Linked DNA regions of Gossypium hirsutum: region 2 is linked to region 1. A link is a contact called in public Hi-C data. All regions are on one chromosome and are shown on one strand. Each heading gives the region's core, a stretch centred on a gene start, on an enhancer-like site or on the middle of the called end of the contact. The rest is flanking DNA. Distances are from core to core; before and after follow the strand shown.

Region 1 (4,504 bases), core at 1,154-3,653:
TTTGCCCGACCTCTTTACAGCGTCGAACAATTGGTTGTAAGTGGTTATTTAAAATAAAGAAAAAAGTTGATGGCACTGTAGACATGTACAAAGCTCGATTGGTAGCTAAGGGCTTTTCTCAGCATGCAGGGACTGATTTTTGGGATACGTTTAGTCTAGTGGTACGGGAAGTTACGATAAGAACAGTGCTTGCTATTGTTGTGATGAAAGGGTGGCCACTACGACAGGTGGATGTGAATAATGCATTCCTAAATAGGAAGCTAACTGAAGAGATTTTCATGGATCAACCAGCTGGTTTTGATGTGTACGGCCCCAATGGTCAGCAGCTGGTCTATAAGCTGAATAAAGCTTTGTATGGTTTACGTCAGGCTCCCCGTGCATGGTTTCACACACTCAAACAGTTTTTGGTAAGTCAACTGAGTTTTCATGCGACACAAGCTGATCCCTCTTTGTTCATTCATAGGTCTGGTGACAGTCAGATGATTCTTATGGTCTATGTCGATGACATAGTCATCACTGACAGCTCCCGTAAAGACATTGATGATGTGGTGCATCAACTTCACGGTCAGTTTGCTCTAAAAGACTTGGGACAGCTTAGTTTCTTTCTTGGCATTGAGGTTCAGTCCATGTATCAAGGACTGTTACTCACCCAGCGAAAGTACATTCAAGACATACTACGAAAAGCAGGAATAGAGGGTGTAGCTGCCACACCTACCCATATGGTTAGTTTTCCTAAGCTGGTTGCTTCTAATGATGGTCAAGCGGCTGTCGATGGACACCTTTACCGTAGCACTATTGGTATGCTACAATATCTATGTATTATACGGCCTGACTTATCCTTCTGTGTTAATAAACTAAGTCAATACATGAATTCACCTAGTGAGGTTCATTGGAAAACAGTTAAACGAGTTCTTAAATACCTAGCTGGAACCATGGAACATGGGATATTTTTCTCCAAAGGACAGTTTAAACTGGTGTGTTACTCAGATGCTGACTAGGCCTCTTCAGTTGAAGGCAGGCGTTCTACCACAGGTTATGTTATCTACCTAGGGCCAAACCCAATAGCTTGGTGCTCCAAGAAGCAAGCTGTTATGTCCAGGTCGTCTTCAGAAGCTGAATACCGCAGCCTGGCAAACTGTGTATCCGAGCTCGTGTGGGTTCGACCGCTACTAGAAGAGATAGGGGTTCATATAGAATAGCCACCAATTGTCTGGTGTGATAACACGTCTATAGTGTCTATGTCTGCTAATCCAACGCATCATGCAAGAGTTAAGCATGTTGAAATAGACTATCACTTTGTCTATGAGAAAGTGGTTGATGGCTCACTACAAGTCAACTATGTTCCATCATCTAGTCATATTACAAATGCTCTTGCTAAACCTATTGCTCCCAAGAAGTTTGCAGGTTTTCGAGAGGCACTTCAAGTTACAAAAAAAGATATAGTGACTGAGTTTAAGGAAATTAAAAGACCAGGAGAATGTTAGAGTAATAAAAGATAGTTGGTTAGTCGATAAGCTGTTAAGCCAGCAGTTAGTCAACAGTTAGTTGGTTAAGAAAGTTAACAGTCTATAGTCTTTGTATAAATACATGAGTTGATCTTCCATTGCAACACAAGTTGATAATATTCATCAATATCTATTATCTGTATAATTCAACACTGACGATAGAGATAGCACGAACAGCTAATAGCAATCTCATTAAAGTATCAAGAATTTCCCCATCTTAACTTAAATCAAGCAAATGCAACAGAGCAAAACACGAGAAAATAAACACCATACCATATATTGTTGAAGCAAAATTAAGAATGTTATTGTAAAATCTCATTTCAAAAATTAAGTCCTAGATGATAATATAAGAGAACAAAAAGCAAAAACCCTAACCTAGGCAGTGAGAACAACCGTCCCATCAGCCTCCTTAATCTTCTTCTCAGCAGTCTTAGACACTAACTTAGCCTTAACCACCATTGGTTGATTCTGGGGCAGCACACCTTTTCCCAAGACCTTAAAGTACCCAAACTGGGCCACGTCGATCATCGGCGCCGAATCCTTGTTGGCCTTTGCCTTCACGTCTTGTGGGACGAGAGACCAGAGCTTGTCGATGTTGACGATGGGGCAGTAAAACTTGTTGCGGAGTTTGTGGAAGTACCTCATACCCACTTTCCTGAAATACCCAGGGTGGTACTTTTCGAAGAGGATCCGGTGGTAGTGTATACCTCCGGCGTTTCCTCGACCCCCCGGATGCTTGCGGTGCTTGCCCATACGGCCATGACCGGCGCTCACGTGGCCGCGCTTCTTACTGTTCTTCTTGAAACAGGTTGTCATTGTTAGACACTTGGATTGAACGGGACTTCTGTAAGCGCGGCTGATAGATGAGAAAAATGAAAATAGGTTTTTGTCAGTTTTTATTGTGTGGTGGACAATGGTTTTTTTGCATTTTAGGGCTTTGTGATTTGATGGATCTAAACAGGGGTTGGCCCTTATCACGTTGGGCTTAAAGGGTGCAAAATTGATTTGGATCTTAGAATTGTGATTTTTTTTTATTTGGGAAAATATATAGATAAATTTAGCATAGGAGATATTTTGATTTGGGTTGGGCCTTAAGGCTAGTTTCACACTTACTCGGCTAATGTGTTCACTACTAATTTAAGTAAACTAAATCATGTTTCTTTTGCTTTGTTGAAAGGGTTGTAACAAACAAATAATTACAGTTTTTAAGGTAGCGTTGCAGCCTACAAATTGCCTCGCGATACCATGACAATCAACTGAACACGTCGTTGCATTAGCCATGTGGATTTCAACACGCTCACTTCTGGTGTACATTTAAGAGCAGGAAAATGAAAGCCCTCTCTTTGCTGAACCTCAAAGTTACAGCCTTGCCTCCCTTCACGGCAACAGTTTTATTTTCAAAGTTACAACTATGGTTGCATTGAGAAATTTTGGTTATTGTTTTATAGTCATCTTATTCTTCACTCACTGCTGTATGTATTGTTTCAGCTTCGCCTCAAATGAACACTTAAATCCCTGTGGTACCAAGCAAGAAATTAACCTTATGCCTCACTCACTTCATGCATTTCTCATGCTCAAGGGTAGACGGTAATAATACTAGAAAATAAAGAAAACTCGATCAAAGTATCGTCTTCAAAATAATTTTATCCTACAAAGTTTAGATCCCAAGATACCAATTACAAAATATGATGGTCACCAAGTGAATTACCAATTTATGGTCCATAATAAATGTCTATTTCTTTCCCTTCTGCATCCATGAACTTTAACATAACTTCTTGAATACGTAGGACCACATTAAGCAATGGCACCACATATAACACACCATTCCCAGATTAGTAAATTGCTAATGTCAATGAAGCAGGGCAGCTAAGACATATGCTTTTCGTACTTTCATTTTGGTCTGCAACACCTATTAATAAGCTGGGTTTCAGCATGGAAAATGGGGAATGGCTCAACTAGGGGTATAATCGAACCGAGCTAAGCCCAAATACTGCCAAGCTTGGCTCAAGATATAATCGAGCTCGATTAAGCTCCTTTACCAATTTCTGAATTTGAGCTCAAGCTCAACTCATTAATTAAGTTTAGGGTTAATAATTATATTAAGGATAATAGCATAATTTAATAATATAAAATTATGAAAAGCTCAATAAAACTTACGATCCGTTCAAGTCAAGTATTACTACGCTCGAATTCGGCTCGACGGAGAGCTCGACTCAATAATTACTAAAGCAAGTTCAAAGTTTTTTCGAGTTGAACTCGAGTAACTTATGAGCACCAACTGATTGCATCTTAGACCATTAAAATTTATTCCAAAATTCACCAACACAAAAGAGAGCTATCACTAGTCCCCCCATAAAATTCATCATAAATTCCATGCCAAAGTTTTGAACCGCTTCAAACTATGCAGGAAAACCTTAATCGCATACATCACATACAACAAGCCATTGCATCCGGGGCTAATAAGTTTTCAACGTAAGTCTATGTCTACCAAAATCCATGGTATGCAACAAAACACAACAAGATGAACTACATATCTCAAAACTTATCACATATAATATCTATAATTGGGCCAAAATTACGGATGTTAATGCAAAATCTGATTTCAAAATAAGTCCAAGATAATGATATAACAGAGATGTCATTCAGATCTAAAACCAAAAGACCTAACCTAAGCGGTGAGCACAACCACACCACCAGCCTCTTTAATCTTCTTCTCAGCAGTCTAGGACACCAACTTAGCCTTAACCACGACCGGTTGATTCTCGGGCAACACACCTTTCCTCAGGACCTTAAAATACCCGAATCGGGTCACGTCGATCATCGACGCCGAATCGTTGTTGGCCTTTGCCTTCACGTCTTGTGGGACGAGAGACCAGAGCTTGTCGATGTTGACGATGGGGCAGTAAAACTTGTTGCGGAGTTTGTGGAAGTACCTCATACCCACTTTCTCGAAATACCCAGGGTGGTACTTGTCGAAGAGGATCCGGTGTGGTGCATAC
Region 2 (4,504 bases), core at 676-3,175, 290 kb before region 1:
GCCGGTGTAACCAGTTATGTTTATTTCCGATAATAGAATGAAGGAGGTAAAGAATCTTTTATGGTTTTCATAGATATTCACTGATTGGGTTGAGGGAGCAAATAAAGAAACGTCCATCACTGGCAACAACTGAAAAGGTTCAGCAATTTATTAGGGTGAGTGTATATGTGGATAGCAATGTTAGTGGTGTTAATTTAATATATTGTGTATATTATGTACATATGTGGATACATTTTTAGGATGCTTTATCTAGCTAAAAGTTCCTAATGTAGACTGGTGTGCTGATTTCTCAAGGAATGTTGTGTTTCTTTAACAGGCAAAGGGGAGGGAATCAATTGTTGCTGGATTCTATCATGAAGGTTATGAGGAACCATTGTTAAAGCTTATGAAAAGAAGAGGTGTTCATTCTGGTTTAGTAGTGAAGGTTAGCACTTCATGTTAAATTAAAAAATGATTTGGTAATGGAGTAAAAGAATAAATTTGGACTTTTCCTTTATGATATTCAAGATATATTGATTCAATTTAAATTCTGAAAAAATCAACGAGTAATCCAAACAAAACACTTAAATGTTTGAGACAGCTGTTATTTAAGGGTGAAGAAGGTGCCCTCTCAATGACAACTAGGTTGCGATCAGCAAGGAAAGGACTTCCTGTGAACCATTGTTCTGGTTTTCGTTCAGTAGGCATAGAATCAGCTTGTGAAGTGGATGGTTCGTATTTAGCTTTGTATTGTTTAATCCATTTCAAAAGCTCTCTGGATATCCAATGGAAATAAGATTATTTGCAGAATTTTAATGCCAACCAATATCCTAACGTTGCAGGTGTATCACGTCAGAGTTTCAGGCTTGAGGTTAATGCAATGGACTATGGTTTTGAACCAACTGATACTCCAAGAACCAATAGATCGGTAAAATTCGAAAATCCTTTTCTATATATCCCCTTCCAACCAACCACCAGAAAGGGTGGAGATGAAACTCCTCTTTGCCTCAGTCTCTTTTGTTTGTTATTTTTGAAAACCTGTTGTCAAATGACCATGTTTGCTATAATATATCAGGTATCGAAGAATATCGAGTTGGGTTTGGCAGCTCTTCGAGGTGAAAAAGGGCCGGCATATGACCGGATTGTTTTGAATGCTGGAATTGTGGATCATTTACTAGGATGTGATGGTGCAGAAGACGAGTCCTTAGCTTTGGAAAGAGCCAAAGAAGCCATTGACAGTGGTAAGGCCCATAAGAGGCTCCTAAATTATATAAAGATGTCGCACAAAGTAAAATAATGAACTTGTATGAAGCACTGCCTGCTTCTCTCTCGCAGTTTTTTGGTCTTTTTCTTAATTAGAGGAGAGAAAGTGGTCTTTTACAGATATCTTTTTTATTTCTGTTTTTTGATAGCATTAAAATTTTGTACCATCTAAAAATTAGTTGCAAATCCAATGTCATTGATTAATTGTTTTTTTCTATATATTTACTATCCTCAAAAGTAATTCTCTTAAAAGAAAGTTTTGAGTTTAGGTAAAATATTTATATATATTATAAATAGAATATATTCATTCATTGTCTTTTTTATTTATTTATACAATATTAGGAATGGGGATGAGATAACACGATTTGAACCCATACCAAATGAACATCCGGTTAACTACTATTTTATACGAGTCAAGATCATCACTTCGTACAAATCAAAATTTATTCATTTATTGTTAATCAATTAAGCTTATTGATTTTGTTATTCCTAATTCGTCTCATCAAATTATATCAATGACTGAGTGTTATGATTATATTGATATCCGTTCATTCCGGGTGAAGTTCCTAGAGCAGCAACATTATCACCAATGAAAAAGGCATTCGCCATCCATCTTAAGACATTTAGCTTTTAATTTTGTCTCTATGCTCAATATAAAAATAAATAAACAACAATGATTGACGTTCTCTAATATTCATAATAATTCATTCATGAAAGTTGACCAAATTACCCTACTACCATTTGCCATAAGATGAGAAAATTCCTCTAAAGAATGGAACATGAACCACACTTGGGAGTTGGTGAGAGCGACCAATGTTGAACATGAGTCCAAAGAAGATGTGAGGGAGTCCCCAAAGGGTTCATTATCTACCAATAACTCACAGTTTGAAGCTACACCACACCTCCTCGATCAATTTTATCCTTTGTGTTTTGATCTTTTTAAGATAAAACACAACATCCCCACATTTTCAAAATAAATCCCTTTTTTCAGTGGCTCTGCTGCTGCCACTGCTTTCAAATCCTTACACATTGCCACATCTTTATATATATCAATTCTTTATTTGTATATATTGCCTTTCCCTGACATGAAAAAGTCTCTGACACTTGCAACACAATAAACTACACATAAAATCTGTGCCTGCCCTTTTCTCTGCACACCTCGGGATATCAGTTTCAACTCCACTCATCCCACGGGTTAGCCTCGTTTAAGGAGTTTTTTTCTGTTCTGCACTTCCCTGTTTAGTTTAAGGTTGAACTGTTTGGATTTTCTGGTAATTCATAATTAATTGAGTTTAGGTCCTGAATTTTACGGATTCTTGGTTTTGGGTATAAGGTAACCGTGTGATTTTGTTGATAGACTATTGATTATTGACTGTTTTCAAACTTCTAAATGCATTTCTATGCCTGGATTTTCTAGTATTCTGGCTTGGCTCCTTATTCACTGATAATTGCATTGATCGCATCGCAAGAAGCTCTCTTTCACTTTATGATTTTCCTTTTAATCCTTTTCATTAATGCATGTTTTCCTATCATATGAACCTTAGAGCCGATGTTTTTTTTTCTTTTCAAATGTTTAGACCCGATTTTAAGATTTAGGATTAGAGCGAATTTATAGTGATTATATTATAACGTTCGAACTGTTTTGCTGATTGTTACTCTCGTATCGGAACTGGAAAGCCAACTAATAAACTTATATGCAAAACCAAAATGTTAAATTGGACTTATGCTTTGTAGTTCTTTTACAGGTTGAGTACCGAGTCCATATATCGTTAAGTTCAAGGAAGGAACTTGGGCATCATGGGTCTTAAGGCATTAGACTATGAGACAATGAATGAAAACGTGAAGAAAGTTCAATATGCAGTTAGAGGTGAGTTGTATCTTCGAGCTTCTGAGCTTCAGAAGGAAGGGAAGAAGGTATGTTTTTCCTGCTTTCTTCTTATTTTATTTCAGCATGCAGCTCTGCTTCGTATGCTGAATTCGCAGAGTTTTATATGTTGGTGCTTTTAGCTTTTGCTATCAACAGAGAATGTGTAAATGCCTATTTCCTACATATTCTTCGTTGGGGTATTTAAGACCATACTGTTGTTCTTAGATATTTTTGAAAAATTATCATTATTAGTATAATCACAGTTTGAGCTAGACTTAGAGTACTTATTTACCATTCAAGTACATGCAGCTTGTACTTATGATATCTTTTTATTATTTCTTTCTTTATTTTTTTAATTGTAACTTATTTAGTGCCTTTTGAGTATTAAGTGATTGGACTACTAGTTTCCTAGATAAATGCCTGCCTTGATTCTATTTTCATCTTTTGTCCTAAAGCTTCTCAAGGAGGGATTCCTTGTGTCAAACACAATTAAAATGTCTACATGAACCTCTTTGCAGTATATGAAATCCACTGTTTGCTGGGGGAGCATGCACTTCCATGTATCTAGTGCTTCTCTATAAGAATCAATTTCAGAATTTATATGTTTTGGTGTTTTGGTTGATTATTTTGCATGTCATTATTGAGTGGAGCTCCAAAAACATGGCACTATTAGATTTTTTATTAAAAAAATAATGTGGATATGTTAATTTGTTTAGCTGCTTTTATTTTTATGTATGCAGATTATTTTCACAAATGTTGGCAATCCTCAAGCTCTTGGACAGAAGCCACTGACTTTCCCTCGTCAGGTATATGTATCAGTTCTATGTTTTTAAGTTTTCATCTGTTGGAATTATTCTGTGTTGCTCATTCAGTTATTAATAGCATGTATTGAACCAACTAATCTGTGCTACTGCAGGTGGTTGCTTTGTGCCAAGCTCCATTTCTGCTAGATGATCCTAATGTAGGACTTATATTTCCTGCTGATGCCATTGCAAGAGCAAAACATTATCTTTCGTTGACTTCTGGTGGTCTAGGTATATCATTGTGTTATTTATACGAAAATTGTTGTTAAACCACCTGAAATACCTCCTGTTTGTTTAATGACTTGCATTTTATTTTCTTCAGTCTACATGTTAAATAATCTACTAATTTTTTAGTCATATATCTCTTCAGTATTTGAGATTGCCAAGGTTTTCGTTCCTGTTCACTGTAACTTAGAGTCCCAACATTCTACCAATAAACCGCATCACAATTGGCAATTTTTATCTTGTCATTTATTTGAAGTATTTTTATATTCTGCTGAATGTTGTTATTTTAAATAAGTACTAATAATACATTTTAATTAACCCTTTCTTTCATATACCTTAGTCTTCAATTTTAGTTAGTACTACAAGT

Evidence for each region. Hi-C and Micro-C count contacts between places; a contact is called where the count stands out from the background.
Region 2: a contact with region 1 is called in a Hi-C map of leaf, with 2.2 times the contacts expected there. The contact joins the promoter of LOC107909695 here to the promoter of LOC107909701 in region 1. A contact is called at or near these places in 2 of 34 Hi-C or Micro-C datasets (both in leaf).

The regions. Positions count from the first base shown.
Region 1 is chrD02:60,151,038-60,155,541 of Gossypium_hirsutum_v2.1, reverse strand. LOC107909701 (60S ribosomal protein L27a-3) reads right to left here and starts at 2,403. Exons shown (of 1, transcript XM_041088917.1): 1 at 1,764-2,403. The coding sequence starts at 2,321. The coding sequence ends at 1,881. It also overlaps the pseudogene LOC107907867.
Region 2 is chrD02:60,440,082-60,444,585 of Gossypium_hirsutum_v2.1, reverse strand. It overlaps LOC107909695 (glutamate--glyoxylate aminotransferase 2), which reads left to right and starts at 1,925. Exons shown (of 14, transcript XM_016837320.2): 1 at 1,925-2,436; 2 at 2,988-3,156; 3 at 3,850-3,915; 4 at 4,026-4,143. The coding sequence starts at 3,040. It also overlaps the pseudogene LOC107907866.